Linked DNA regions of Mus musculus: all the other regions are linked to region 4. The links are chromatin contacts, called in public ChIA-PET, Hi-C and HiChIP or PLAC-seq maps. All regions are on one chromosome and are shown on one strand. Each heading gives the region's core, a stretch centred on a gene start, on an enhancer-like site or on the middle of the called end of the contact. The rest is flanking DNA. Distances are from core to core; before and after follow the strand shown. Region 1 has its middle 44 kb from the start of Gm40387. Region 2 holds the start of 1810044D09Rik (RIKEN cDNA 1810044D09 gene). Region 3 has its middle 44 kb from the start of Lsm3. Region 4 holds the start of Ccdc174 (coiled-coil domain containing 174).

The links. Hi-C and Micro-C count contacts between places; a contact is called where the count stands out from the background. ChIA-PET counts read pairs in DNA pulled down with a chosen protein or histone mark. HiChIP or PLAC-seq counts read pairs in DNA pulled down with a chosen protein or histone mark.
Region 1: a contact with region 4 is called in an RNA polymerase II ChIA-PET map of memory CD8 T cells, with 5 read pairs. The contact joins the enhancer-like site here to the promoter of Ccdc174 in region 4. A contact is called at or near these places in 2 of 484 Hi-C or Micro-C datasets (nephron progenitors and regulatory T cells) and 5 of 115 datasets of contacts at active chromatin or transcription factors (bone marrow-derived macrophages, embryonic stem cells, large pre-B cells and 2 more).
Region 2: a Hi-C map of muscle stem cells shows a contact between it and region 4, with 4 times the contacts expected there. The contact joins the promoter of 1810044D09Rik here to the promoter of Ccdc174 in region 4. A contact is called at or near these places in 1 of 39 promoter capture datasets (pre-B cells), 5 of 484 Hi-C or Micro-C datasets (CD4 T cells, Th1 cells, muscle stem cells and 2 more), 4 of 115 datasets of contacts at active chromatin or transcription factors (bone marrow-derived macrophages, embryonic stem cells, extraembryonic endoderm stem cells and 1 more) and 3 of 9 other capture datasets (embryonic stem cells, liver and macrophages).
Region 3: a contact with region 4 is called in a FOXA1 HiChIP or PLAC-seq map of pancreatic cancer cells. The contact joins the enhancer-like site here to the promoter of Ccdc174 in region 4. A contact is called at or near these places in 4 of 39 promoter capture datasets (cranial neural crest, hippocampal neurons, neural stem cells and 1 more), 3 of 484 Hi-C or Micro-C datasets (cerebral cortex, liver and nephron progenitors), 12 of 115 datasets of contacts at active chromatin or transcription factors (the SCID.adh cell line, T-cell acute lymphoblastic leukemia, bone marrow-derived macrophages and 4 more) and 1 of 9 other capture datasets (pancreatic islet).

The regions. Positions count from the first base shown.
Region 1 is chr6:91,613,277-91,620,307 of GRCm38.p6, forward strand. No RefSeq gene overlaps it. Among named protein-coding and RNA genes, the nearest start is that of Gm40387, 44 kb to the right of the region's middle. Within about 2 kb of position 3,850, at least 283 of the 459 cell types and tissues checked have an H3K27ac peak or open chromatin away from gene starts, as enhancers often do. A contact at or near this core is called in bone marrow-derived macrophages, memory CD8 T cells, nephron progenitors and 2 more, where this site is marked.
Region 2 is chr6:91,436,787-91,443,595 of GRCm38.p6, forward strand. It overlaps 1810044D09Rik (RIKEN cDNA 1810044D09 gene), which reads left to right and starts at 4,201. Exons shown (of 2, transcript NR_038153.1): 1 at 4,201-4,372; 2 at 4,656-4,969. It overlaps 4930471M09Rik (RIKEN cDNA 4930471M09 gene), which reads right to left and starts at 4,068. Exons shown (of 3, transcript NR_045980.1): 1 at 3,575-4,068.
Region 3 is chr6:91,556,253-91,563,359 of GRCm38.p6, forward strand. No RefSeq gene overlaps it. Among named protein-coding and RNA genes, the nearest start is that of Lsm3, 44 kb to the left of the region's middle. Within about 2 kb of position 3,304, at least 27 of the 459 cell types and tissues checked have an H3K27ac peak or open chromatin away from gene starts, as enhancers often do. A contact at or near this core is called in pancreatic cancer cells, where this site is marked.
Region 4 is chr6:91,872,631-91,879,406 of GRCm38.p6, forward strand. Ccdc174 (coiled-coil domain containing 174) reads left to right here and starts at 5,423. Exons shown (of 11, transcript NM_172730.2): 1 at 5,423-5,556. The coding sequence starts at 5,515.

The DNA.
Region 1 (7,031 bases), core at 2,600-5,099, 260 kb before region 4:
CAACACTAGACCTTTCTATGTTGTTATGGGTATTTTGTCTGCATGTATGTCTATGTACCACATACATGCCTGGTGCCCAGTGAAGGCAAAGGGCTCCCTGGAACTAGAATTATAGTTGGTTGTGAGCCTAGATAGAGTGTTGAGACTTGAATCCACATGCTCTTAACTTCTGAGCAATTCTCAGCCCCATACCTGGCTTGTGAATGAGCTCTTACTTAGGTGATCCGTCTGAATAATACTGAAGTAGTTCCTAATCTTTTCACCACTCACGGGACACCCTGAATGTCCCTCAAACCTGAGGAAGGTTTCTGGGGCACAGCTCACTGGAAGATGTTTTTAGGTACAAACAGTGGGCTTTATGGCTTGAAAAAGATGGGCCCTGGGGTCCTTTTATTTTATTTTATTTTATTTTTAACTTTTGTAATTTCTTCTTTCTTTTCTTTTCTTTTTTTTTTTTTTAAGACAGGATTTAGTAGCTCAAGCTGACCTCCAACTTGTGGTGATCCTCCTGCCTCAGGATTGCCCTGAGTCACCTCATACCCCAAAGACCCTAGCACAGCATGGAGAGGTGCCCAGGGATTGGATAGAGGGCTGTACCTACCTAATGTACATGGTAACTGCTGTCCTGGCCAGCAGGCTAACTGCAGTTGTCACAGCCCAGGTACAGAAACACCAGGTCCTTTGCAAACAGCCTCCAGAAATGTTAGGAGCCAAGATCAATTATCCTCTTAAAAGAATAATAACTTTTAAGATGTTGGAAGCCTGCAACTCTAAAGCCATACAGATTAAGAAAAAAATAGTCTTTCTAAATTACCAACTTCGGATCATGTTTTAGAAACTTGATTTTGTTTGGTTTTGTTTTTTTTCAAGACAGGGTTTCTCTGTGTACCACTGGCTGTCTTGCAACTCGCTCTATAGAGCAGGCTGGCCTCGAACTCACAGAGATCCACCTGACTCTGCCTCCCAAATGCTGGGATTAAGAACAGGTGCCACCATTGACTGGCTAGAAATTTGATTTTTAAAAACAAAACCAACCAACCAACCAACCAAACTTAAACTTTTGTGATGAGGGGGTACACGGGTGAAGACAGTTCTTTCTTCTTCCTCTATGTGGATTCTGAGGATTGAATTCAGGTCCCCAGCTTGTGTGGGGCAAGCACCTTTACCTGCTTGTCATCCTTCTGACCCAAATAGTTGTTCTCATTCTGTTGATTCTAGAAAATCCCCCATAGATGCCACATCTGTTTCCTACCTCCACAAAAATTTGGGGGTTCTGTTGTGGTGGTGTTGGTTATTGGTGGTGATGGTGGTGATGGTGATGGTGGTGATGGTGGTGATGGTGGTGGTGGTGATGGTGGTGATGGTGGTGGTGGTGATGGTGGTGGTGGTGATGATGGTGGTGGTGGTGATGGTGGTGGTGGTGATGATGGTGGTGGTGGTGGTGGTGGTGGTGGTGATGGTGGTGATAGTGATGGTGGTGATGGTGGTGATGATGGTGGTGGTGATAGTGGTGGTGGTGGATGTTTTGGCAAATCAAGTTTACTGTGTGCAGCACTTTAAAACTTGACTTCAGGCACTAGGGGTGTGGCACTTGCCTAGCCTGGGCCAGGGCTCTAGGTTTCATTCTCTGCAGGAGAAAAGAAAAACAAAGGGAGAAAATATGGGCACTCAGGTGAGGAGGCCTATACTTCCCTGAACTGGTCATCTGGCTTCCCCTGGGGGAACAAGCATTATCCTCACCCATTGCATAAGGACAATGGGTGGAGCTGGAGAGGATTGGCTCAGCAAGGAAAAAGTCCTCACCAAGAGTGTGGACAGACAGACTTCTCTTTTAAGGTTGGCTCTCGGCCATGGAGGAAAGTCAATTTCAGAATTACCCTTAAACCTTTGAATCTGAACATTTGGATTTGACAATGCCTGTGTCAGGTTTGAATACCTAAGGCAACAGAGAGGCCTGGACTTTGCTCCCCTCGGTAAGCCTGCCAGGACTATGAGTCTGTGCTGGTCCAAGGCTGGGGTAAATGAACATTTTCCCCTAGCTAAAAAACAGGGGATAAAGGTGCCTCCTGTAACTCCTAGCAGGTTGGGAGCAGGAAGTAGGGTGGTTTAGACAGCAGGAATCCTGCTCCACAAAGGCCAGGGAGAAGCTATTGTTTCAGGGTTTAACTGGGGGCCCCCTTCTGTTGGCAGCCTCCTCCCTGTGTCTCAAATGGAGCCAAGGCCTTAATCCAGATAAACAAGGTAAAACCAGAACCAGCCCTGAGACACTCCCTTCCAGCCAGGCATTCCCCTGCTCCTGTACCATCATCCGTGCGTGACTCCCCAGTGCCCACTCTGCCTCTGCTTGAAGCTCCAGACTAACCACTATCTGATGGGCTTTCCAGGGTGCTGCCTGAGACTTCCCAATATGCTGATTTACCCAACACAAGCTGGAATGTACTAACCAAGGCGCTGGGTGCTGTGTAAAAGGTATCCTGCTTCAAGGGAGAGTGCATCAACACAACATAAAATGGGGATATGGGCAGCTGAACAGGCTTGCCCAGTGCCACACAGCCAGAGCATATTCAAGGCTGGCACCCTGCTGAGCACCAGTATGGGCAGTGCTGGTCTTGGAAGAGGACAAAGAAGGGACATGAGGGAGCGTTGTAACACAAGTGAGATGTGATGAGGTGTGGCCCCTCCTTGTAGAGCTTCATAAGACAGTTAACCAAAGCACAATCCAAGTTCTTCCTGGGGAAAGTAATGAATGTATTGGACTTTCTTATAGAATGTGGGTGAGGGGTGACTTACAAGGATATGGGAGACCCCAAATAGTCACACTGAAAAACCTCACCCAGCATGGATGATGACTTCTTTATAGATGGAGTCTACTTCAGCTAACCGCCCACAGCCTTTCTGCTCCAGCACCTCTGGATACCCAGAGGCCACAGTCGTGGCAACACTACACACCAACGGCTGTGGGGGGAGCAGCTGGAATCTAATGTGAAGTTTGATGACCCACAAACCCCTTCTCTGAGGGAACACTGACAGTCCATAGACCCATCATGAAGGAGTTCTGCACTCGGATGCCGCTGGTCAGATGAAGATGGCAGCCGTTCTGCCCAGGCTCTATAACAAGGACATGAAGCATGGGAAGGGCATTGCAGGCCATATACTTCTGCCTCTGGACCTCAGTTTTCCCCGGGTCATGCACATAGGGGCTTAGTGTACACTAAAGAGGGGGTGCTTTGTAGTTCTCAGAGATTGCTCCAGACAGACGTGGAGTGTGAACAATGGGTGCCTCTGAATTTGTGCCCAGCTGATCTTCCCACTGCACACCCCACACAGGCTGCTGGCTGTGATGCCCCTGCTTCAGATCCGGGACCACTAAGCTGAGGATCAGGAGCGCTGGGCAAGCTCTTCTACAGCCGGCTGCCTGGGCAGCAGCCAGGCGGTTACTCAGGCCACCGAGTCCCCATTGCTGCTGCCTCACTGGTTCCAGCTGTATCCCATGCTTCATCCTGGCATTGAGATTCACAATGACAGTTTCTGGGCATTACTAGAATGTACGTAGGAAGGCAAGGCAGGAAAACCCCTGCAAGCTTGAAGACAGCCTGGAGACCCTGTTTCGAAATGAAAACAAGCAAAGAAATGGGACACTAACCTGAATTTGAGTCTCTTTAAAAAAACCCCAAATTCGACCCTGTGCCTCAGTCACATCCTTCTTTCAAAGGGCACCCAGGGCCAGATTACTTTAAATTGGGTGCTGACTAAGCTGAAAAGCAGGGAGACTTCTCAGGAAGCGAGCATGTCTCCAGCGGGAGGTGAGTAGCTGCCAGCACACACAGGATTGGTCTGGCTGGAAAGGGCACTGTCCGACAAGCTGATGACCCCAGGGAATCCTTGAGGTAAGGGTCATCGGACTAAAGCCGAGGAGGGATGCTACAATGAGATCTGGATCTTGGATATCGTCTCTCCAGCTGCTCCCTGAAGAGCCTCGGCAGGACCAGGCTATCAGCCGGAAAACAAAAGCAAGCCGCATGTGGGTCTGCGATTGTGAGAGACAAAGCCTTGTGTGAACCTAGTTCCCGTGCCTGCTGGCTGTGGAACTACATTTCCCAGACTCCTCTGCAGTGGGGCAGGGCTATGCGATTTAGTCTGACCTATAGAATGTGAACAGAAGTGATGAAAGGCACTTCCTGACCAGGCCATTAAAAGCCTGCCCTACAATGCACAAGTTTATTTCAGTGCCCGAGAGGCCTCCTGGTTGAGCTGAGAGGAGCCAGGGTTGCTGGCTGACTGTGTGAAACAGTGGCTGCCAGCATTCATTGGGTCTGTGTTAAGCCCTGAGATCTGGGGTTTCAGTATAGCAGTCAACCTGCCTGCCTGGCTGACACAAGTGGATGTTTCTGAGATAGGTGTCCGGGATAGAGGTCCCGGATGATGAGAGCCAGGTGTAGATGAAGACATTGCCCACGTTTCTGGCCGGCAGAGGCGACTTTACTGACAGGGTGACCATCGTGGGCTCTTGAGCTTGAATTGGGTGTTTGTGACACTAGAGAGGGCGTCAGGAGGCCCTTAGCTAGGCTTGGGCAATCTCGGGCGGCCCTGCGGCATTTCTGGGAACTATCAGTTGCAGTGGTGAGGGCCACCTGTCTCTGTGGGGAGAAAACAAAGACCATCTGTCTGTGGTGCTGTCTATCACCCTACCCTTGCCCAGTTCTGCTCCAGAGGCCTGGGATGTCTGGCCTGAGACATGGAAGAAGCGGGCCAGTGTTGGGCCTGAGGGATTCTGGGATTTTGATGTTGTTTCTGTTTTTGTTTATCTTCCCCCCCCCCCAACATTTCCTGAGATGACAATAACATTAAATGACTATCTTAATGGAAATGGCCTGGTATGCTCTTGGCCATCCAAACACTCCTGCAATGTAGATTTGGAGCTGGTGAGCAGTCACTGTGTGGGCAAGCCCAGTCGGATGGCTCCGTGGAACCATATACAGTGACTGGCGTCTAGAAGATAACATGGAGCTGAGCTGCCTGTGGGGCCAGATCATTTTGGGTTTTGCTTCCCTGGTTTTGTTTCCTCAATGCACATGTTTTTAAAATGAACAAAAACAAAAGGATGGGGGCCCAGTGCATGGCTTAGATGGTAAAGGGCTTGCCACTAAACCTTACAACCTGAGTTTAAGCCCCAAGGTCCACAGTGGAAGGAGAGAACTGACATGGCATACATGTGCGCATTCATACACACCCACAAAATGCTTTGTATAACATTTAAAATAAAACTAGCCCAGCCTTAATAGGAAAAGAGGTGCCCAGGCTTACTGCAGCCTGATATGCTCTGAATGGTTGCTATCCAGGGATGCTGGGTCTGTTCTGAAGAGAAATCAAGGAGGGGTGCATGGGGGATAAGTAGGGGAGGGGCTGGGAGGAAAGGAGGGAGGAGAAACTGCAATCTGGAAATAAAACAAACAAACAAACAAAACTCTATTGATTGTACATTTCTCCTGTTCCAGAAACAGTTCAAACACATTACAATGTGACTTCACACAATCTTGCTGTGAATATACTGTTTTGTTCTCATGACAGAGAGAGAGAGAGAGAGAGAGAGAGAGAGAGAGACGGCTCATTGGTCAAGAATGCTTGTTGCTCTTGCAGAAGATCTGAGTTTACACAGTGAGCCATGACCATCCATAACTCCAGTTCCAGGGGGCCCATTGACTTCTGACTTCCAAGGGCACCAGGCACACATTGGGGGGGGGGCACACATGTGTGCAAAACACTCACACACAAAATAAAATAAGTAAACCTTGGGAAAAAAATTACATTAAAAACAAAGACAAACACAGTTGGTCTAGGCCTCCTCTCTTTCGTCCTCCCTTGAATGTAGATACGATGGCTGGAGCCCAGGCAGCTGTCTTAGAGCCTTGTGAGGAAGGAAGAAATCACAAGACCCACCCCGTGACATCATTGAGCGCGGCAATGCCTGTGGTTATGTTGTTTTCACCTCTGACCATATGAGAAAAGTGTGAGTTCACTTACTAAGCCATCAGTGATCAGATTTACTGGGACTTACAAAGGAATGTTACTTTCTCTTTCTCTGAGGCAGGGTCTCCCTGCATAGCCTAGGCTGGCCTGGAACTCGCCATCACCCTGGTGTCAGCCTCTCAATCATTAGGATTCCAGATGCTCTGCAAGCAACCTTAATGGAGGTATTTTCTCATTGCATTTTCTAACATGGAGACATTTTTACCTTTGGCCCGAGTTTCCCGTTTATGGTCTCAGAACTTGGCCTTCAAGTCCTAGGTTTTGTTTTTTTTTTTTTTTTTTTTTAAATCCAGTGTTGGGACCAGTGAGCCTAATTTAGATTATGCAGATTCCTGTGGCCAGGGAGATGGGGCTGTGATTGGCCAGTTAGTACAGTCAACAATGAGCAGAAGGGATGGCTGTGCCCATTTGGACTTGCTTGAAAGTAGCCCCTGGGCAGCCTGGCCAACAACATCTCTGATAACCAGGTCGGGACACCCACAAGGTTCCATCCCTTGCCAAGGTTTGCCTGGGCCTAAGGACAGCTGCGCTGATTTTCTACATAGTCGGGAGACTCAGTTTACAGGAGTGGGTCAAACCTGGGCTCTGCCTCTTATTGGCTGGTGACTGTCTTTCCACCCAGCTGTCTTCTCCTCTGCCAGACAGGGACCTGGCAGGTTTGAGCCCTTCCTGACTTCAGGGCGCTTAAGCGCCAAGGGACAGATTCCATTCCTAACCCACCCCTTGCAGCCCTGCGGCCTCAGGCAGCCACATTGAATGTCTATCTCCCTCTCTATGATCCCAAGAGATATCAACCACCCAGGTTGCCTGGAGAGGAGGACACTTGAGACGACCCTGGACCACATGGAAGTGCTCAATAAATCCTAAAAATAAAGATGCAGTGGCCTACGGGAATGTGTGACGAATCTCAGGCAGCACTTCCGGAGCCTGGTGACAGAGGCAGATGCCAGGCATGTGGAGTCAGTGTCCCCATCCCCCAAAGGCGAGCATCCAGTAGGACAACA
Region 2 (6,809 bases), core at 2,951-5,450, 440 kb before region 4:
TGTGAAAGTTTGCAGGTCAGCGCATCTACATTCATTTTTTTTTTTTTAGGTAAGAATGTTGATTCTTCCAGTTCTGAAATCTGAAAAACTCCCTTCTCCTTTGGTTGTTTCTGCTCTTTTAGCAAAGACCAGCCCTGGCTGGGTACAGGTCACTTTCTGAGCTCTCTGTTCTGTTCTGCTTGCTTGTTCTCTCTTCAAAACACGGTGTTGGTAGTTACTGTAGACTGCAGTGAGGGTGGAACCCAGGAAGATTTAGCCTGGACTCTTCCCCGGCACTGAGCCTGACTGCAGGGGTTCTTTTGCATTCTGGGTGGACTTTGGAATGACCAAGTCAGAGAAGTGATGTCAGAGGAACTTGAACTTCTTTCCATGTCTTCCCATCAGTGTTGCCTATGTCTTCAGTCTGATGCTGTGCACATGTTTCTCTGAGCGGGACCAAAATGTGTCTTTGTGCTGATAAAGATGCTTTTCAGTTTGTGTCTCCAATCTCAGTGTTCTACTGAAGTGGAGAAGCAGTTGGCTCTTCTCTGTCGGCCTCGATATGACAGTCTTGTTTTTCGATTGGCTATAAGTGGGAGAAGGGTTATTAACCATCTGGAGCTCTCCTTCTGAAAAAGGTACTTGCAAATGGGCAGTTTTATCTCTTCCTTTCCCACCAACATTCCTTTCATTTCTTTTCAGTATTTCTCCCATTTAATGTTATAGGGCCAATGAGATGGCCCAGCAGGTAAAGCGTGATGACCTGGGCTTGATCCCAAGAGAGAGACTAGAAGGAAAGATTGGATTCTTACAACTTGTCTTACACAATTGATTTCCACAATTGTGTTGTGGCATGTTTAGAAAAACTAATGGAAGGAAGGGAGGGAGGGAGGGAGGGAGGGAGGGAGGGAGGGAGGGAGGGAGGGAGGGAGAGAGGTCGAAAGGGAGGGAGGGAGGGAGGGAGGAAAGGAAGGAAGGAAGGAAAGAAGGAAGGAAGGAAGGAAGGAAGGAAGGAAGGAAGGAAGGAAGGAAGGAAGGGAAAATGAAAGAAAATTAGTTATTGCACTAGACAAGATTCCAGCTTGGCGCTGAGTAGGAGGAGCTTGGCCTGTAAGGAGGGACAACTCACCACATCCATGACCTTCCTTCAGCGAAGGCCCTGGGCTTCTACTTGTTTACCGTGGCATTGGCTCTCCGGAGTTTCCTAAGTGTTCTTTGGCAGGCTGGGGTAGTGTTCCTCTATTGCTTGTTTTCTCACAAATTGGTCCTGGATTTTACCAAATGCTGTTTCGGCATCAGTTGATAACAATTCTATGTCTCTTCCTTGAGCTTCTGAGATGGACTCTATTAGTCGATTTTCACCTTCCAGCTGGTTTAAACACCTGGAGTGACTCACACTTGCTCAAGGTTTGGAGTCTTCTCTGGTTTCACTGTCAGGGTGATTCCTTCTCAAAATGAGCAGGGCTTCTCTCTGCCTTTATCTTCTGAAAAAGTTGGTAACACACTGACAGTGCTGCTTCTTTAAATGTTTGGTAAAATTCATTAGAGAAGCCATTTGGTGATAGGTTGTTTTGGTTGTTTTTTTTTTCACATTATTCATTCATTCAATTTTCCCAGTGATATAATTCCATTATACTCTCTATTTCTCCTCTGGTAGTTTTAGTGCCTGAAGGAATTGATCAGCTTCATCTAAGCCTTTAACAATTAACTTTTAATTAAAAGTTTACAAAGAGAGCAAAAATACAATGCAGTTAATTTACAAATGCTTTCTTTAACTATTCTAAAAGAAAAATCAATACAGTTTCATTGAAAGTCTTCCAGAGAATAATACTGCCCCACTGCCACTTTTTGTTAAAACATTATGACTAAGATATATATGTATATCTTATGTTCCACATTGCCCAACAGAATCCTCTGATATTACTTGACTTATGACTGTTTAATAGGTACTAATTATTTATTTGCATTTGCCATCTAATCATTAAGTAGAAAATTCTTAACAATATAGAAATAAACAGCTAAGACAATTTTCTCCCAAAACTTTCTAAAAGAACGCACTTTTTTCCAGTTTAAATATTAGAGTTTGTACACTCAGTATTTTAAGGAAATGTCCTAGTCTATACAAAAAGACAATACATTGGAACAAATGCTATTTTTGAAGGAATACATGCATTTTTATTGTTTACATATAAAATACTGTAAGGGTCAGCCAGTGCTGGCCCATTATTAGCAGTCTTGGAAGCATTCTAAGCATATTCCTAGAAAGTCATGTTATCAACAGTGGTAATCCCTCTCGCAGCATTTTGATGTGTTGTCCTTTTAGGAACCTAAAATTGATTCCCATTTTTTCGCTGTTGAAATTCTGTTTCCAGTTTTTAAATGATTTTCCTCGGTTTCTTTCTATTACTTTACTGTTTGATTTCTAATATTCTCAGGAGGAAGTTTAAATTACTGGCACCAGATCTTTCTTCTTTCCGGGGTACACAGCTAGTGTTACAAATCTACATGTGGACCTTGTTTTTGCTGCAGACCACAAGGTTGGTGACTTGGTTCCATTTCTTCCTCCCCAGTTCCTTCTTTGTCCCTTTTATTTTCAGGAATAGAATCCAGGGCTTCGCTATGCACTAGACAAACACTACACCACTGACCTCCACACCCAGCCCCTTTTTCCAAATTTATTTTTGACTTCTTTTAAGTTCACATTTAGATCTGACTTGCAGTTTGGAAGCTGCACAATTCACAATTTGGAAATCATGGGAAACACAACCAATAACACCTATAAACCAAATCTGCATGTGAGGATGGATGGGGTGGGGGGCTCCTGTCATGCATAGGGAGAGGACCTTTGAGTCTACTGCAAACTCACGGGAGGTACCAGGAGTCTCACCAGATAGGAGAGGCACCACTACCATAAAACAGACCTCAATTGACTTAAACTAGGGATCAGTCTTAGAGAATAGATATGAGGGACAGGATACTAGAATCAGACTGAGAGAATGGTTGGGTGTGTGCCCTGGGGAGTTAGGTCTGTGTGTTTGTGCTGTTTTGCCATTCATCCAATGATGGACACCCACACTGAGTCCATGACTTAACAAGTGCTGTACAGGAGTTTATATTCCTTCAGGCGTGGCACAGTCCTGGGCAAGTTATGAAAGGAGTCAGATTAAATCTCTAGATGTTTTCAGGAGAGGCTGCCAGCCCTAACAGCTGCCACACATCCCTCCATATACACCCCCACCACAGATGATGGCTTCTGTGTAGTCCAATGAGAAAATTTTCTTCTTAGGGTACTTTTTAAAACATTTTTGAGACCTGTATAATTAGTCCATTTGTGTCATGAGAAAACTTCGTTTCAGCTGTTTGTTTTTTCAATAAGATGACTTTCCTTAACAGGCAAAAAAGCAGTACTCATCTTTATTATTGATTTGAGATAGTATATATATATTCAGGAAAGTTGTCTTAATTTCACATTAATTACATACATTGCTTTCCTCCTTTATCTTTATACATAAAATAGGCTGTTGATATATCTTGAAGAATTTTAAAGGATATTAAATGTTTGATTAAAAAAAAAAAAGGAGTTCGTGCTGAATACCTGTTCTCTCAGCGAACACTCACTCAATCACAAAGCAAATGTCAGTGTTTCTTCTGGAAAAAATCTTATCCAAAGTTTACAATCAAAATTACAAATGGATGGGATTAGCTCTTAAACATACTAAAAGATGTATCATAGATGTAAAACCAACTGTTTTACAGTTTTCGAGCTCACTCTCATGTGGTTCCACATACTCTGGTTCCAGGAGTTAGTGCTACGGGGCCTGCTCACTCACCCCACAAAAAAATGAGCGATAAGACTGAGGGCGGGAGGTCATTATGAGCTGGTCGCCCGGGAGGGCGAGTTTGGACCGTGCAGTACCTTGCTAGCTGAACAGGACAGGGTTAATGTCTAGAATATACAAAGACTCAAAAAATGAATACCTAGAAGTCAAGTGATGGGCTACGGATATGAGAATACAGTTCTCAAGAGTGTTCAAACGGCCAGTTCCACCCGAATATGAACCGACAGCTAGAATGCCAAGGTAGCTGCACGGGACCTTCCTGCTAGACTGAAGCGCTAGCAATGGAGAAGCTGGGCGGAGCCTCCAGTGCAGTAGCGGCGACGGCGCGGTTACATGACGTCATCCTGAGGCGCTGGCCAGTAGCGTCATCAGTTTGAGCCGCTTTCCTTGCCTTGGTCCCTGAGAACCGTCTTCCGACCCTTCCTCCTTCGGTGCTGACTGCTCCCGCGGCTCTTTACGCTGAGATGTTTCACTGACTTCTGCCTGAGATCTGGAAAAGGAACACTGCCCAATAGATGAACATGTGTGAAAAATAACTTCCAAGGAACATCATGGTACTAAGTATCAAATGGAAAGGGAAAGCGAGCAGGCATATTTCTGCCATGGCAGAAACAGCTCTCATAGGCTTCAGAAATAGCCTCCTCCCCGCCGCACCCCACCCCCACCCCCGAGTTCGTCTTCCTCCTGATGCGGGAGGCTTGACTCCAGGTGTTGTTTAGTTTCCTTATCAGTAGCACGTGATGGGGTTCACATATCCACTGCCAGGTCTAGTGGTTGCTGCTTGTTACTAATCCCGAGGCTATCCTCAGATCCCTCATCTCTTCCGCTTTCTTACAGTGCGCAGGGACTGTGCTAAACAGAAAACTGTCAGTCACTGCGGGAATGTGCCTCCCTGATCGCCGCGATCGCCCGCTGCCGCAGCTGTTTCTCCTTCACACGCATAGGCTCCCTGTCTTGCATGGGAGGGAGCAGACCCAGGGGACACCAGACCAACTTGAGTTCACATGGGTTGACTATCCACACCTCTCTCCTCTGTCTTTGGTATCCCGTGAAGTGTGCTGTGTCTCCTCTACCCTGTGATTCCTGTTCATCTCAGGAAGCAGCTGAAAGGGTCAGGAAGGTCCTGGGACATTAAACTACTGTTTGGATGATGTTTGTCTACACTCATTTTCTGGGGAATGATGCGGCTGCCAGACCACGTTAGTGGTCAACTGTCAGGAGTCACATGTGTCCTGAGTCCCTGTGGCCTGAGGGCTCCAGCTATCCCTTCAGTTCTTGGCACAGAGATGTGCTCATGACTGCTGAGCAAGGACAGCTCACAAATCTGTCAGGTTCGAGAGCTCTTCTGCTTGACCCCCTCACTACAGAGGAGGCATCTGGGACCTCACTGCCTCTGGATGTACATCCACTATCCCTCTTCCCAAAATCCCCACAATCACACCTGGACTCATGCTTCAGGTTTCTGTCCAAGGGCTCCAGCTCCCTTATGGCTGGTCCTGTGATGAGGCAAACCATCGTGGTGGCTGGTGAGCAGAGTGACTTGTCTTAAGGTGGACAGAAAGCAGAGAGAAGGAAGGGACCATGATCAAAACATACCCATACAAGTCACTTACTTTAACAAGTAGGCCTACTTTTACTAGTTCTGCCATTTGACAATCACCATGTGAAATATCACCCTAAGTAGTTGTATATAGCCTGTAACTCAGGGCCCACAGGCATAACAGGAGCTATGAGTATTATCCAACACATCTGTACATACTGTCAATCACGATGTCGAGATGTGAATGGACACCCCTGGAAAATACCATTATATCGGACACAGTCAGGTATGTGTGTTTCTAAAGTTCCTGGGCATCTCTCAATCCTCACAGCCTGGGGGTCAGTGATGCAGACCATCAGGAGGCCCTGGGAACCGACAGACAGAAAGGACACAAGTTTTCATGTAGCCTGGGCTAGAGTGAGACGCTTTCTCAAAACAAACAAAACCCAAACCCTCAAGAGCTAATGATACAGCCCAGTGGTAGAGCTTTGCCTCCCATAAGCCAGGCCCTGTAGTCGAATCCACAGTCACACATACCACCTCACTTCTCCCCCAACACAAGTGTAGGCAAGTGTGAGCATAAAAGTTACAGAGACTCTTAGGAGGAGTCTGTACATTTCCCCTGTGTGGCTCGGTTTCTATGCCTCAGACTGGGTGGGGGCCCCTCCATTCTGCTGAGGAGATGTGTGTTCACAGTTCATTCACCCAGTTTGTGTTCATTTATTCATTCCCTGCTCAGCACCAGGTCCTGGAAGGTAAAACATGGGCCCTATAGATTCTGCTCATCAGAGATCATCACCTGCATGAAGCCATTCTCAGCTCCACTCCATTCCTCAGCCCCTTCCAGCCTCACCCAGCCACCATCAGTGGGGCATCAGCTTCAAACACCCATCTCTTGATCACTGTGAGATACTGCAGCTGTTGGTTCTAGCCATGGGGTCCTGGTATGACCAGGTTGATGGAAGGACCCAAAATGGAGCAAAAACAAGAGACGCGAGAAGCAGATGGTCAGAGGGGGCAGCATTAGGAGAGAAAACACAAGTATTCCAGTGTCCAGATGAGTCTTTCCCAAGCTTTATGCTACATTAGTTCCCAGGACTCATGCACATGCATTCTACTTTGTAGACAGGATGGCAGTTGGTTGCATTACAGAGGAATCCCACAGATCTGCTACTGGGGCCTTGCAATTCTCATTCTTATGAACTCAGCCTTGACAAAAGCAGGCTAGCCTGACCTGGAGTTATCTGGTGGTGATTGTAGGTTTAGATTTTTTTCAAAACCTACTTTATTTAGGGTTCTTAAATGCTTCAATCTCTCTTCTAACCCACCGACCAACAGTAGGGGAAAAGAAGGTTAATAGGAAGAGTGTTGTGGATCTGTTTAGAAGTTGTTCATTGGGGGAGATTCCACTCTTCATTGTCAGCAGTTCAGTTCAATAGCAAACACCAAAC
Region 3 (7,107 bases), core at 2,054-4,553, 320 kb before region 4:
TTTATTAAAGAAGACATGTAAAAGAATGTTTTATTTGAAGTAGACATAGGTGAAAGGATGTTTTGTTGTAGCAGACACGTGAAAGGATGTGTGATATAAATATGACCCCACCGACAGACAGAGACATTTGTTTGTTTTGTTCCACCTAGTTATTCTCCGCTAACAACACATGTATTGGTTTGCCTTACATTGTGTTGCATTGCTGAGCTCCACTTGTGGTGACTCCTTAGAGATAAACTCCCCAAAGAACTTCTTATGAGGTTCCTGCAGCTTCTTGCTGCTTCTGTGGACCCCAGTTAGTTGGTAAGCCTTGTGGCTTCTTCTGGATTGAACTGCCCTCGCTGGTTCATGCGTGGTGACAGCTGGAAGAACTTGACTGTAGCTGTTGATTCGTATTGGTGTTTGCTACTGGACTGAACTGCTGATGTCCTGACAACCAAAATTGGACTCACCCCTGTTTCTAAACAGGTCTACTTCTAATAACTTTGGTCTTCCACTACCTCTGATGGGTAGGAAAGTTGAATCTCTATTAAAGTAGGTTCAGAAAAATTTATGCCTATAGCTTACTGTTCACATATAGAAAAGGGAAACAACTCACAACAAATGAATCTAACAATCCAACAATTCTAGCTCTAAGTGGTGCTACTGTGTCTGGAGGCAGAATTTACTTTCAGACAGTGGGTTGAGGTGGCATAAGGTGCGCTGCAGTTCTGATTGTCCAGTATACAGTAAGTCACCACATTCACACCCACTGATGGGGAAAGGACAGAGTGAGTCTCATGTAGCCTAGGCTGGCTCAAACTTACTATATAGTAAGCAGATGCTCCCTGAAAATGATGGAGGCTAACTGATCATGCTCTCAAATGTGCTTAGCCAGGGTACCAGACATGCAATGCTCACTAAGGTCAGAGTTAGGTCAGAGGCAGGAGATCCTGGTGGGGATTGTGGTCACTGGAAGGGTTCCCTTGTTACTAGAGTAGGCAGCTCCTGTACACTGAGATGTATTGAGGTATGCTGGCCCTTCTGAGATGTACCTTGTCCTTGCAGACTTTTTTTTTTTTCACTTTTGTTTTTTGTTTTTTGAGACAGAGTTTCTCTGTGTAGCCCTGGCTGTCCTGGAACTCACTCTATAGACCAGGCTGGCTTTGAACTCAGAGATCTACCTTCCTTTGCTTCCTGAGTGCTGGGATTAAAGGCGTGCACCACCACCACCACCCGGCTTCCTTGTAGACATTTTGACCCCTGCTCCTAGGGCATTGCTGGTTACACACGGGTACTCATTTTTGCCTTCAGCATGTCCTGATGTTAGGATGTTGAGCAGGATGCCATCTTGTGAACCTCTCCATTTATGTCTGTTCTAAGTGTTTGCTACCAACTAGACTGTCAATTCCCTCCTATGCCCTACAGTCTTCCATCCAGATTCAGAGCCTGTGTGGCACCCAAGACAACTTAAAATGTGTCTGTGGGTGTCTGTGTAGCCTCTCTTGCCTTTTTTTTTTTTAAAACAGAGTCTCATGTAGCCTAGGCTGGCTCAAAGTTACTATATAGTCAAGAACACCCTTAAACTGATCTGTCTGCCTCCACCTTGCAATGTTGGAACACCAGGCACACACCCCCTCACCCTGCTTCATCTGTGTTAACCCAGGTGTGCCGGGGCTCTCCAGCCTGTTTGTTCTTTACAGTTACGAGCAGTTCTCATCTCTCACTGGTTTCTTATAGGGCTACAAAAATGGAAAGGTACGTCTGAGGATGTGAGTGCAGAATTTTGAAAGCCAAATTGTAACTAAATTCCTAAGAAACTAGCCAGGATCCAAAACTGTTTTTTATAGCTGCTTCATTTAACCTGAGTGGTCTGAAATTTCTTACAGTAGATAGATTTGGGGGTGGGAGGACATCTCCCTTAATTCTTTTATTTTGTAGAACGAGAGAGGTTTAGATATAGATCATGAAAAGCAATAGGAATATTTACTTAGACAAGATGGTCATTCTACAATACACAAAAGGTCCCTTGTATAATAGAAAGAATATGTAAATTTAAAAGGGGGACGGGCAGGAGTGGCATGGTGGTGCATACCTTTAATCTGAGCCTGGGCTACATAGAGAATTTCAGGCCAGTCAGGGTTACACAGTAAGAGCCTGTCTTAAACAATAATACAGTAATTTTTAAAAAGAAAGGAACTACCTTTCCCTCCCTTTTTCTTCATCTCATATGTATATGTGGTATGTAGTGTGTGTGTTCACATGTGTGTGGGAGCATGTATATGCACATGCATGTGGAGGTCCAAAGTTGATGTTGTACATCTTCCTCAACCACTCTTTACCTTACTCTTTGAGGTAGAACCTTTCAATTAAACTAGAGCTTGCTGATATGGCTAGTCTCACTAGCAGCTTGCTCCAGGGAGCCCATCTCCAGTGTTAGAATTTGTGGAGGGCCGTCTGGTATTTACATGGGTCCTCTTGCATACATAGCAAATATTTTAACTGCTGAGCCAAATATTTTAACTGCTGGGCCATCTCTCTGGCTCACTCCCTGCATCCCCCTCCCCCAGTGGGCTTAGGAATCTAACCCAGTGTGTCAAGTAGGTTAGGCAACTGCTCTACCAATGAACCTTTGTTATTTATTAAATTTTTAAGGCAGGGTCTTGCTATGAAGCCCAGGCTGGCCTTGAACTCAGTGATGTCAGTCTCTCTTTAATCACAGCCACAGAGCTCTTCAGGAACATCCATTGTAATGTATGAGGGGGAGACAGCTGCAGGTCAGCTACAGGCTGCGGACTTAGTAACAACCCTGAGTGTGGTGCACACAAAGCCTCTTGCTCACAAATGCAACAGTCCTGCCAGGCTTTTTGGTGCCCGAGTTATGCTGGCTTCATGTAAGGAATCTGGAAGCTTCTCTTCTTCTCTGTGCTGAGGTGTTTTAAACAGTGCTGAGCCTGCATTTCCCTACAGATTCACTTGGGCTCGGTCACCAGCCCAAGCATCTCCCCTTGGAGACATGTTTTATTAAGATCCTGCCACTCATGTTGACAGATGTGCCCATCACCCCTAGCAAACTCCTCATGCTCTATTGTGGTCTGTCCCTACCCACTCCATCCCCAGCTCCCCCAAGCACCATCCTTCATTAGTTTGCATGGTTTAGCATTTCATGTAAATAGAATCAAATAGTATGCAGTTTCTTCTTCTGGCATTTTCCACACAGCATACAGGATTTGAATGGAACCATTGTCATATACATGGTTAGTCATTGACCAAAATGTCATATTAGGCAAGTGTCTAACCACTGTGGGGTTTACTCATGCTGTGTGCATTGAGCTCATTCATTTCTCTTGCTGACGTGATCCGTGGCATCTGCACTGTGCACGCCGCCATCTGTCTTGCTTTCACCAGCTGAGAGACACTTGAGTTCTTTGGGGTTCTGTGCTTTTGAAGATAAAGTCACTATAAACCTAATGTGTTGAAGTCTTTATGTCAGCTCTTTTTTTTTTCTCCCTGTGACAGGGTCTTATGTAGCCCAGGCTGGCCTTGTATTTGTCACCTAGCTAAGAATAATATTGAACCTCCAATTTCTGCCTCCAACATCTGATGTACTGGGATGGTGGCGGGCATGTACCACCACTCACCGTTAGACTTTTTTCTCTTGATAAACACTAAAGAAGCAGAAAAGTCAGACCACATGAGGGGGACATTTAATCTCTTAAGAAACTGCCATGCTTTCCAAAGTAGCCAATCCATCTTACAACCCACCAGTGCTCTACAAGCCATCCTGGGTTTGCTTTATTTCTTTGAATGGCTGTAGTTTGACAATGTTCTCAATCTCTTCTTATCCTGAGCTAGGTTGTCAGGCCAAAAGACTCTCAGACAAAGCTTAGACACCTATGTGCCCTTGCAAGGATAGGTGTGGAAAATACATATGGAAGGTTCAGGGTTCTCCGGACACAGAGCCCAGACCATGGCACAGCCAGTGGAGCCAATGAGTTTAGCAGAGAAACATGTCCCAAGTTTCTAGTGAATCTTACCCTGATACAGGCTAGGGACATGGCTGGGGATTCACCGCCAAGCATTTCAGATGAAGAAAGCAGGGCCTCCCTTGGCTGACTTGGCCAGGATTATACATCAACCAAAGACAGCATACCTGGGCCCTTGGCTGCTGCCCAGGGTTCTTTCCACTGTGCTAGGTGATCACAAGGAACTCATAGTAGGTTGGGTGGTGGCACCTCAGGAAAGATGCGTGCCACCAATCATTCATTTATTTTTTTATCAGACTCCATAATGAGGTTGTCCCACTATGGGGAAGGAGCAGGCACCTGGGTCTAGTTCCACTTTGCGTGACTTTGGCCTCTGTCTGCTCAGTTACTTGAGAGATATTTGGAAAGAGAATGTGAACAGTACATCAGACATTATCCTAACTAAGGGGGAAACCAAAATGAGAACAACAGTGCCCACCATCATGGATTTTTTTCTTTTGATGTTCTCATAGTGCTAGGGATTAAGTCCGAGGCCTTGTGTGTGCCAGGCAAGCAGTTGACCACCAAAATTCACCCCCAGGTCCCTCAAGAGATTTCACATCCTCACTCACGCTATGGGGGAAACTGTTCATCTATACACCTAGCCTTCCCTCTTTACGCCTACAGAGTCAACCAAATGGAAATCAAACATGTGCCAGAGAGAAGTGCACCTGGCTGGGCAGACCTGGTTCTCACCTGCAATCCCAACATTCCTGAGGCTAAGACAGGAGGATGGCTATGCAGTCTTGAGGCCAGCCTGGGCTATATTATTGGTTTGAGACTGAGCTGGGTTACACCTAGAAAAAAAAATGTTGTTTAGTACTAAACAAGTATAGCCTTCCCCCATCCCCACATTGTCCCCTGGGGTTGGGTATATGGTCACAGCACTATAATAGCACTCACACTGTCTTAATGGCTCAAAGCACAGCCACTCTAATATCAGTGACACATTTGGGATGTGCTGGCAGAGTTCTGTTGTGTGATCATCGTGGTTTGTCCTCATGCAGATGGCCAGCTCACTAGGTGACATGACCTCATGGGACAACAGTCATATGTGGAGGGTGTTAATGGAAGTGCCATTACCGGGGACACTGACTCTATGGGAGGACATGCGTGGACTGCACCCTAACACCCTGAATTTTATACTTTATACAAGGGGCTTGCGCAGCAACAGATTTGCTACCTGTTGTAGTGGAGAGATGCTGAGATCAACCTCCGACAGGTGCCGAGTGCTAAGGACAACAGCACCTTCTAGGGTTTCTGGAAGAAAGAAACAAACATTCATAGAGAGTCCCTGTATATCACAGATACACAATAGCCATGATGATGAAGAGAGCCAGAGTCTTGAGAAACTTGCTCCCTTAGCTTAGACTAGTCTATGTGTGGACAGTGTGTCCTGAGGCTCCAGCACACGAGCTTACTGGAGAGTCATGACCTCAGGTTTGAGGCAGGCATGGCAGCACTCACCTCTGATTCCAATGCTCAAGCTGAGTCAGGAAGATTACGAGTTTGTCAGCCTGAGGGGCTACAGAGAATGTAAATAAACTCTGAGGTTTAAATTTCAGTTCTAATATTTATCAGCTTCTTGAGTAAGTCTCTTTTTCTTTATAGCTCAGCCTCCCCATTTGTCAAACTAGACCTGACTCTTGTCTCGTTGAGGATGACATCACTTCAATTTCCCGCCTCTCCCCTTCCATGCTCCTTAGTGATACCTCCTCATTAAGATGTGGGATCTCTTTCTCGCCTTGTCTATGGAGTCTGGCCTACACTGCCATCAGCAGAACTGTGAGCTGGCACTCTGGTTCTAAGTGACTGAACTTTAGGCTGTTGTGGTACATAACGATGGTGAGCCACTACATGTGGAAATTACTTGGCACTGTAACCCTAGCTTAATTAAGAGAATCAGTGATGGCTGGGCAGTGGTGGCACATGCCTTTAATCCCTTGAGAGGCAGGGACAAGGAATCTCTGAGTCTGACGCCAGCCTGGTCTACAGAGTGAGTTCCAGGACAGCTAGGGTTACACAGAGAAACCCTGACTCCAAAAAGGGGCTGTGGGGGTGGAGGGGGGAGAGATAGAGAGACAAAAAGGGACAGACAGAGACATATAGAGACAGAAAAAGAGACAGAGACAGAAAGAGATACAGACAGAGACAGAAAGAGATATAGACAGAGACAGAAAGAGACAGAGACAGAGATACAGACAGAGATAGAGACAGAATCGATGACGATGACAACCACCTTGTATTCCTTGTGCATCCTCTGACGAAAGTGTCTTAAAAGTTGTTTCACAGATTAGCTTATGCTCTGGCAATGAGAGACACAGAGTTAGAGTTCATTCACTCTCCCAATCACTTACTCATCCTTCAAAGTCTTGATCAATCTCCAACACTTCACACCCCGCGAGGGATTTTGGTTTTGTGTCTGAAATGACACAAAAGTGGGGTCTAGGACTGGAAATGAGTGATAAGAGGTGAGCCCTGCCATGGGCAGGGGCAGAGGAGATAAGCTGAGGGTAGACTAGTACAGGGACCCAGGGAAGCGGCAATGCCAGCCTCCTGCTCACTGTCCCCATAGCTCTCACGGCTCGTAGAATAAACCCAGATACCATGAACCACACAGATCCTAGCATACCTTGACCTTTCATCTGCTTCACCCACACCAGCTTCTCTTGGTTGCTCAAAGGTCCCCAACTCATGACCTTTGCATGTAATAGCCACTCCCACCCTGCCTTCCTTTCCCTCTGTGTTATTATGTCTACATCCTTTAAATTTCTCCAGCCCTGATGTCACTGTATCCTTTATCTCAGCCAGGCCACCCAGACATCCTCCTTAAACCCCACGCTTTGCTTTCATGGCAAACATAATGAATCACACCATAGATATGGTATGAATCTCTGCTCATGGGATGAACCAACCCTGAGCTCCATCAAAAATACAGCCGAGGCTGTCATGCTTGGAGCTGTGCCCCAGAGCCTGACCCAATCCCTGCCAAGCACCAGGTATGAGGACATCATCTCAGGGTGGCTGCCAAGTAAACCTTTGAGACAGAAAACCACGCCTACCTAGAACCTCTCACCCTGGGAGGGTTTAGGAGGGCATGGTC
Region 4 (6,776 bases), core at 4,173-6,672:
ATTCCAGAAGGTCACATAGCTTTCTATCCCACATAGCCAATGTCTTTACATGAAGACAGTCATGCAAAGATAGATACACAGGGATGTGTAGATAGGATTAGAGAGATGGCTGTAAGGCCAGGAAAGCTGAGGACTGCCAGCCATCAGCAGGAACTTGGAGTAAGCCAATGACAGGTCCTTCTGCAGAAATAATTTGGGGACAAGAGGCTGAATTCTTTTTCCTTTCCCCAGTAGAGTTCAACTCCAAGCTGTATGCCCTTGTATACACACTTGCCTTCTTTGTGTTTCTTTCTGCTTCTGTATAAGAACAGTGACAGCCCCCGCCCCCTGAGGGGCCATAATGACACTGACAGTTTTGCCTGACCCTCATGAAGGTCAACTGCACTGCCATCCAGGGCCCCTCTCTTATCTTTTTGCCTTCTGTCTCATCCTGTGTCCTTGTTGAAAACCCAGGTTTTTTTTTTTTTTTCAGTCTAACCTAATCTCTTCGCACACATTGGACTCAGCTGATTCATCCACTGCTGAATAATTTGTATTAGAGTCAGGGGTGTCAGAGATGGAACAAAGGTGAGGACTCTGTATGCTGGACAAGTGAGGGGAGACACAATTTTCCTTCAGGGAAACAGAATATGTATAAAACATAGTTTTCAGATGCTAAAATGCTTCCTGGGTTCAATTAAGCCTGGAGACTTTACAGCCAATTAGAATCTCACAGCAGCAGCCTCAGCAGCCCTGATTGCAATGGGCGAGGCTGGCCTGCAGTGTGTCCTTAGGTGCCTCCTTGCTGGAACACCCCTGCAGGTCATTGAATAGGAGCCTGGCTGTAGCCACGCTCCTGGGGAAGAGAGGACTGATGGCTGTTTTAGATGTCTTCTCTCTCTCCCCACTTAATTTAAAACCAATAGAAGATTTCATAGACAGTACATATCCCACAGGAATGAAAAGGAAAAAGAGAATCCACCTGCCACCCACAGCACACCCCTGGGGCCCAGCAGCCGTGAGACTCACTGTCAAGTATGCAGTGTCACCATACAGACTGTTGTCACCTACAGCTCTGAGGGATGTGCACACAGCTGTTTCCATATGCAGTCTGGTTGTAGCTTGAATATAAAATGTCCCACATACTCTCCTGTGATTGAACACTTGGTCCCTTGCTGATAGTGTGTTTCAGAAAGTCATGACAACTTTAGGGCAGGTAGCCTCACTGGAGGAAGTGGATCACCGTGAGGAGGGCTTTGTGTCATTTTTATTTTAATCTGGGATCTACTTCCCCTCCACTTTTAACTTTCAATTCCACCAGCATGTTGTTACTGGATTTAGGATCACACCCTGTGCCCCAACAAGCCAGGTGCAACCACTCATCCTTGAAAAGCCAACTAAAAGAGTAAAATTAATAGAAGAAGAAAAGGGAGATTTTGTTCAATGTGGCTACACTGAGAAAGACTGAGGTCCAGTGACTCAGGTGTGGCTTTGGACTGTTGAGGTAAGGTACGGATTACGTAGAGGGCCAGGGTTATGCATTGCTAAGTAGTCCTGGTCAAGGCATAGCCCTCCCATCCTTGTCTCAGTTCTACGCTCTTGCAGGGTGGCCTGTAAACCTTTTCCCAGGAGAACGGCTTCTGGCTTAGCTAGCCCAAGCTTTAGGCTTTTTCATTTAGTTTTTTAAAAATTTCATGTCTATGGGTATTTCTCCTGCATTTATGTCTATATAACCACATGCAGGACTGGTGCCTTGCAGAGGTCAGAAGAGCATTTCAGATTCTCTGGAATTAGGGTTACAGATAGTTGGGAGCTGCTGTATGGGTTCTGGGAATCAAACCCAGGTCCTCTGGAAGCACATTTAGTGCTCTTAACTACCGAGCTCTCTCTCTAGCCCCAGTCAAGCTCTTTTCTTCTTCCAGCATGAGTTTCACTGGGGAAATTACAGTTTCTGAGGATCCATTGCTTCAGTCATCTGACAGCCAAAGTGAGGGGCACAGTGCCCCTAGAATAGCTTCAACCCTTCCAGCTGGTCAAGGAAGTGAAGGGTCCCAGTTTGGATGGAGCTTGGAGTTGTGGGATAGAGCAACCTACCACCATACCCTCCCCTCTGCGATAGACTCTATCCCTTCAAACTATAAGCCAAGATAAGCCTTCTTCCCCTGAATTACTCTTGTCAGATATTTGGTCACAACAATCAATAACATCAACGAATACAAAGCCAGTTTCTCTTCTTGTTTTTTTTTTTTAAAGATTTATTTATTTATTATATGTAAGTACACTGTAGCTGTCTTCAGACACACCAGAAGAGGGAATCAGATCTTGTTACAGATGGTTGTGAGCCACCATGTGGTTGCTGGGATTTGAACTAAGGACCTTTGGAAGAGCAGTCGGGTGCTCTTACCTGCTGAGCCATCTCACCAGCCCTCTCTTCTTGTTTTATGATTTAAAACATTTAATGTAATTTCTAAATTTCTGGTAGATTCCCACCCCCACCCCCCACCCCCAAGACAGGGTTTTTCTGTATAGCCCTGGTTGTCCTGGAACTCACTCTGTAGACCAGGTTGGCCTCGAACTCAGAAATCTGCCTGCCTCTGCCTCCCAAGTGCTGGGATTAAAGGTATGTGCCACCACTGCTCGGCTCTGGTAGATTTTTTTAATTGGATATTTTATTTATTTACATTTCAAATGTTATATGCTTTCCCAGTTTCCCCTCCACGACCCCCCATCCCATTCACCTCCCCCTGCTTCTATGAGGGTGCCCCCCCACTCCTCGCTCATCACCCCAACCCTTTCCTACATTGGGGTATCGAGCCTTCACAGGACCAAGGGCCTTCTCTCCCATTGATACTAGATAAAGCCATCCTCTGCTATGTATGCAGCTGGACCATGTTTCGTTCAGGGTCATTTTCATCTCATGGTGTCAAATCTCTTGTGTGCTCAGCCAGCCAGAGAGAGACTCTGATTCATGTTGTAGAAATTTATTTAATCCCAACTTGGGGTTTCTACCCATTCCACCTTAGATCATTTAGTTTCTGGATTAAAAAAAAACCTTTATATTTACAATAAGCCTTAAACAACACAAGAGCTGGGCAGATATGACCCTCTATGATATTAGAATCTACTTCACTATCCATAACCCTGAGTTATTGTTTACTATGTTTCTGGGCTGCCCTTAACTCCAATTGGCCAGCCCTCAGGGCCACACTCTCTTGACTTCTAAACCATAGCAGCTTCTCTTTCCTCCTCCTCCACCTTCTTCCCTTCATCTTCTTCTCCAGCCTCAAGTCTGGAAAACCTAAACCCCACCCATGTCTCTTCTGCCCAACTAATGGCTGTTGGTATCTTTATTTGACAATGAGAAATAACTTGGGGACAGGATCACTTAATTTCTATATGCTGACTCTCCCATCTCTGGGACAACCAGACTTGAGGGCCCAATATTAGCCTTAGAATACAAGCAGCATCAGGCCAACCCAGTACAATTCAAGATGTGGTTTAGCAGACAGCACCCTGGAAAAGGGTACTGGGTTGCAGCTGCACTGTTGGGACTGGATAGACAAAAGCAATTCCAGACAGACTCAGCTGCTGGGAAGGCATCAAAGGAAAAAGATCTTTTAGAAACAGGATGTATGAGAATGTGTGGGTCTGCCAGGACAGTATTCTGGCCAATATCACATTCTGTGTAACAGCTGGGGAAACAAAGGAGACTCAATGGCTTATTTCTATTTCTCCCCAGTGCCAAGGATGGAACCCAGGTTCAGGCACATGCTAAGTATGTGCTACAATACTGAGCTATATCCTATCCTTTTCTAGTAATGCCTTTGTCTTGGGAGGTTTCTCATTAGTGGGGTGCCACTCTGTGAGAACTTCTATGGTGTAAGCTAACATAGCCAATCAGGAGATAACTACAGATTCCCCACAGGCATTCTACAGACAAAGTAAGACTGTAATAATGCCATACAGTCTTCTAGGGAAGGATATCTTTCTTCCTTCCTTTCTTTCTTTCTTTCTTTCTTTCTTTCTTTCTTTCTTTTTTTTTCTGATTTTTTGAGACAGGGTTTCTCTGTGTAGCCCTGGCTGTCCTGGAACTTATGCTGTAGATCAGGCTGGCCTTGAACTCAGAAATTCGCCTGCATCTGCCTCCCAACTGCAGGGGGCGGGGGGGGGGGAGGATATCTTAAAATTATTTCACTTACAACTTCTTTTTACCCAGTATTATTTTCATGACTTGAGGTATATATGGATACTTTAAAAATTACTTTAAAACAATTTGGCGCACACACACACACACACATATGTATATGTATATATATATATATATATATATATATATATATTCACCATTTATTAAAGATGAAAAACAATTTGTATCCTAATGACATGAATGTGCTTGTTTCAACAAAAGGAATTAAATATTGGCTAAACATTTGATACTGTAGGTCACAGAGCATCTTCAGTGCTTTTCAGAGTTGATTGTTTTGACTTTATCATCATCAATGTGGAGAACACTGCTTTGCAAAGATACAGCAAATTCATGTTTAGGGCCATTTCAGAAATTGTTGGAAATTTTGTCCTAAATCCCAGGTCAAAATTCTTTTAATTCTTTAGCAATTCAAATAGTAATTTCAAAATTAGAGTATTCTGGGGGCTGGTTGTGGTGGCACACAGCTTCAATCCCAGCATAAGGGAGGAAGAGGTAAGCAGGTATCTTTGAGTACAAGGCTAGCATGGTCTACAAAGCAAGTTCCAGGCAGCCAGGAGTACCCAGTGACCCCCAAATGAATGTATGAATGAATAGTTAAAATTCAAATATTCTGTTGGGCATAGTGGCTCACACATGTAATCCTAGCATTTAGGGGGCAGAGGCAGGAGGGCTGTTGCAAATTTGAGGCTAGCCAAGTCTACATAGAGAGTTTGAGGCCAGGTGGCTGTACAGTAAGACCCCATCTCAAAAAAAAAAAAAAAAAAAGCCTAAAAAGCAAAACAACAAACAAAACCAACAAAACAAATCACAAAACACCAAAAAAAAAAAACCAACATAAAACGAGTGTTTCTCATAGCCCATTCTTAAACAATAATTCCCACCACTACCAGTTTCATTAAATTCCTTTTGTTTTCATGTTGGAGACAGGAGTTTACTTAGCTCTCTTCATACGCTGCTATTCTTTTCCATCATCTAAGACTCTCCAGTCAATATAGTGTGTGTTGCAATGAAAGCTATCTTCCTTCCTTCTCTAGACGGCGACAATACTAGTCATTTTCACCTCACTTTCTGCTCTCTTCAAGATGGCCAATTGCGATCAATTCCAACCCTCTGACCTTCTCAAAATGACGACGTAGCGACTAGGGACCTCATACTGACGCTTTCAAGATGGCGCCGAGGTCGTAAATCCAAGTCGCAAAATGACGCAAACTCAGCGTCCCTATCAAAGACACTTCCGGTTCTGCTGCCGGGTGGGGGTGGCGGACTCGTAGGGTCTGACTGAGGCCACAGGGAGGCTGCGTCTTGGGACTGGACGCCTTGGCGGGACGATGGACCGAAAGAAAAAGCCTTTGGACGTTACAGCCTCCTCGGTGAGTACAAGTGTGGCTTAGCTCCGTGCTCCGCGTTCCCTCCGCCTGTCTCAGTCGAGAATGGTGACCTAGTTGTTGTCCCACGCAAGTCAGGGGCCTGGACTGCCCATCTGACAAGGATCCTGACCGACCCTTTCCCCGCAGAGACCCTCCTCAGCTTCCTTACTCACAGGATCCTGAACTCGGCTCCGCCAGGCGCCTGGGCTCCGTTCCCCTCGAACCCAGGCGGGTCTCGGACGCCATCCTCCCAGGGATCTCAGGGCGCATCCTGCGGGTCAGCCGCCGCCACAGCCGGCTCTCTGTCCGCAGGGACTTGGAGGACGAGCCCTTCCTGGGTTCTCCACTAGTCCAAAGCCCTTCTCGAGCACTGGGATATGATTTGTCTTCCCAGGGCTCCCAGGGTCCCCCCCAGCAGGATCCAGACAAGTTAGCTAGTGCCTTGTGGGATGGGGTACCCGGGCCAGTAAGGTCTGACAGGATGTAAGGAGTTTTGCTAACTTAACCACTCTCAGCAGAAAACTTGTAAACACTGTACACATTTTGTGTCCGTGCTTCATATGTGTGCTGCCATCGAGTCCTCAGAAGTGCTTTTGAGTGTAGGTGGTATTAATTGTCACTCTTAATGGATAATGAAGTTGACACCCAAAGGTGAATCCCGTTTTCCTCAATGTACACACAGATTTGTTGTGTGAGAAGCCAGGCTCAGTTTGATTGACTGCAAAATGGTGCCTTTTCTGATTGTTCAAAACATCTAATGTATCAAATTTTTTGTTGGAATTTGTTTTTTAATATAGAAAAATTGGTCTTAGTAATCATGTTTGCTTGGATTCAGTGCTTGCAAACTGAATTAATCAGGAAGTATATGCGCATGCGCTTAACTTTAGCACATAAGTGTCAGAGACAAGTGGACAGAGGCCACTGTAAGTCAGAGGCCAGCCTGAGCTACATAGTTCCAGTATAGCCAGAGCTACACAGTGAGACCCTGTCTTTAAAAACCAAACCAAAGTTAACTTGTCTGGAGGATAATGTTTTTAATAATTATAACACAAACGAAGTCCCGGAATTGATTGGTCATTTTGTGATTCAGATGTAGTTGTAGAATAGAAAGATATATAGCTAGGTAATTGATACATTTACAAAGTTAAAATCCTCCTCTTCCTCCTCCTCCTCCTCCTCCTCCTCCTCCTTCTTCTTCAGAATTTTAAATATTGGGTCCTGGA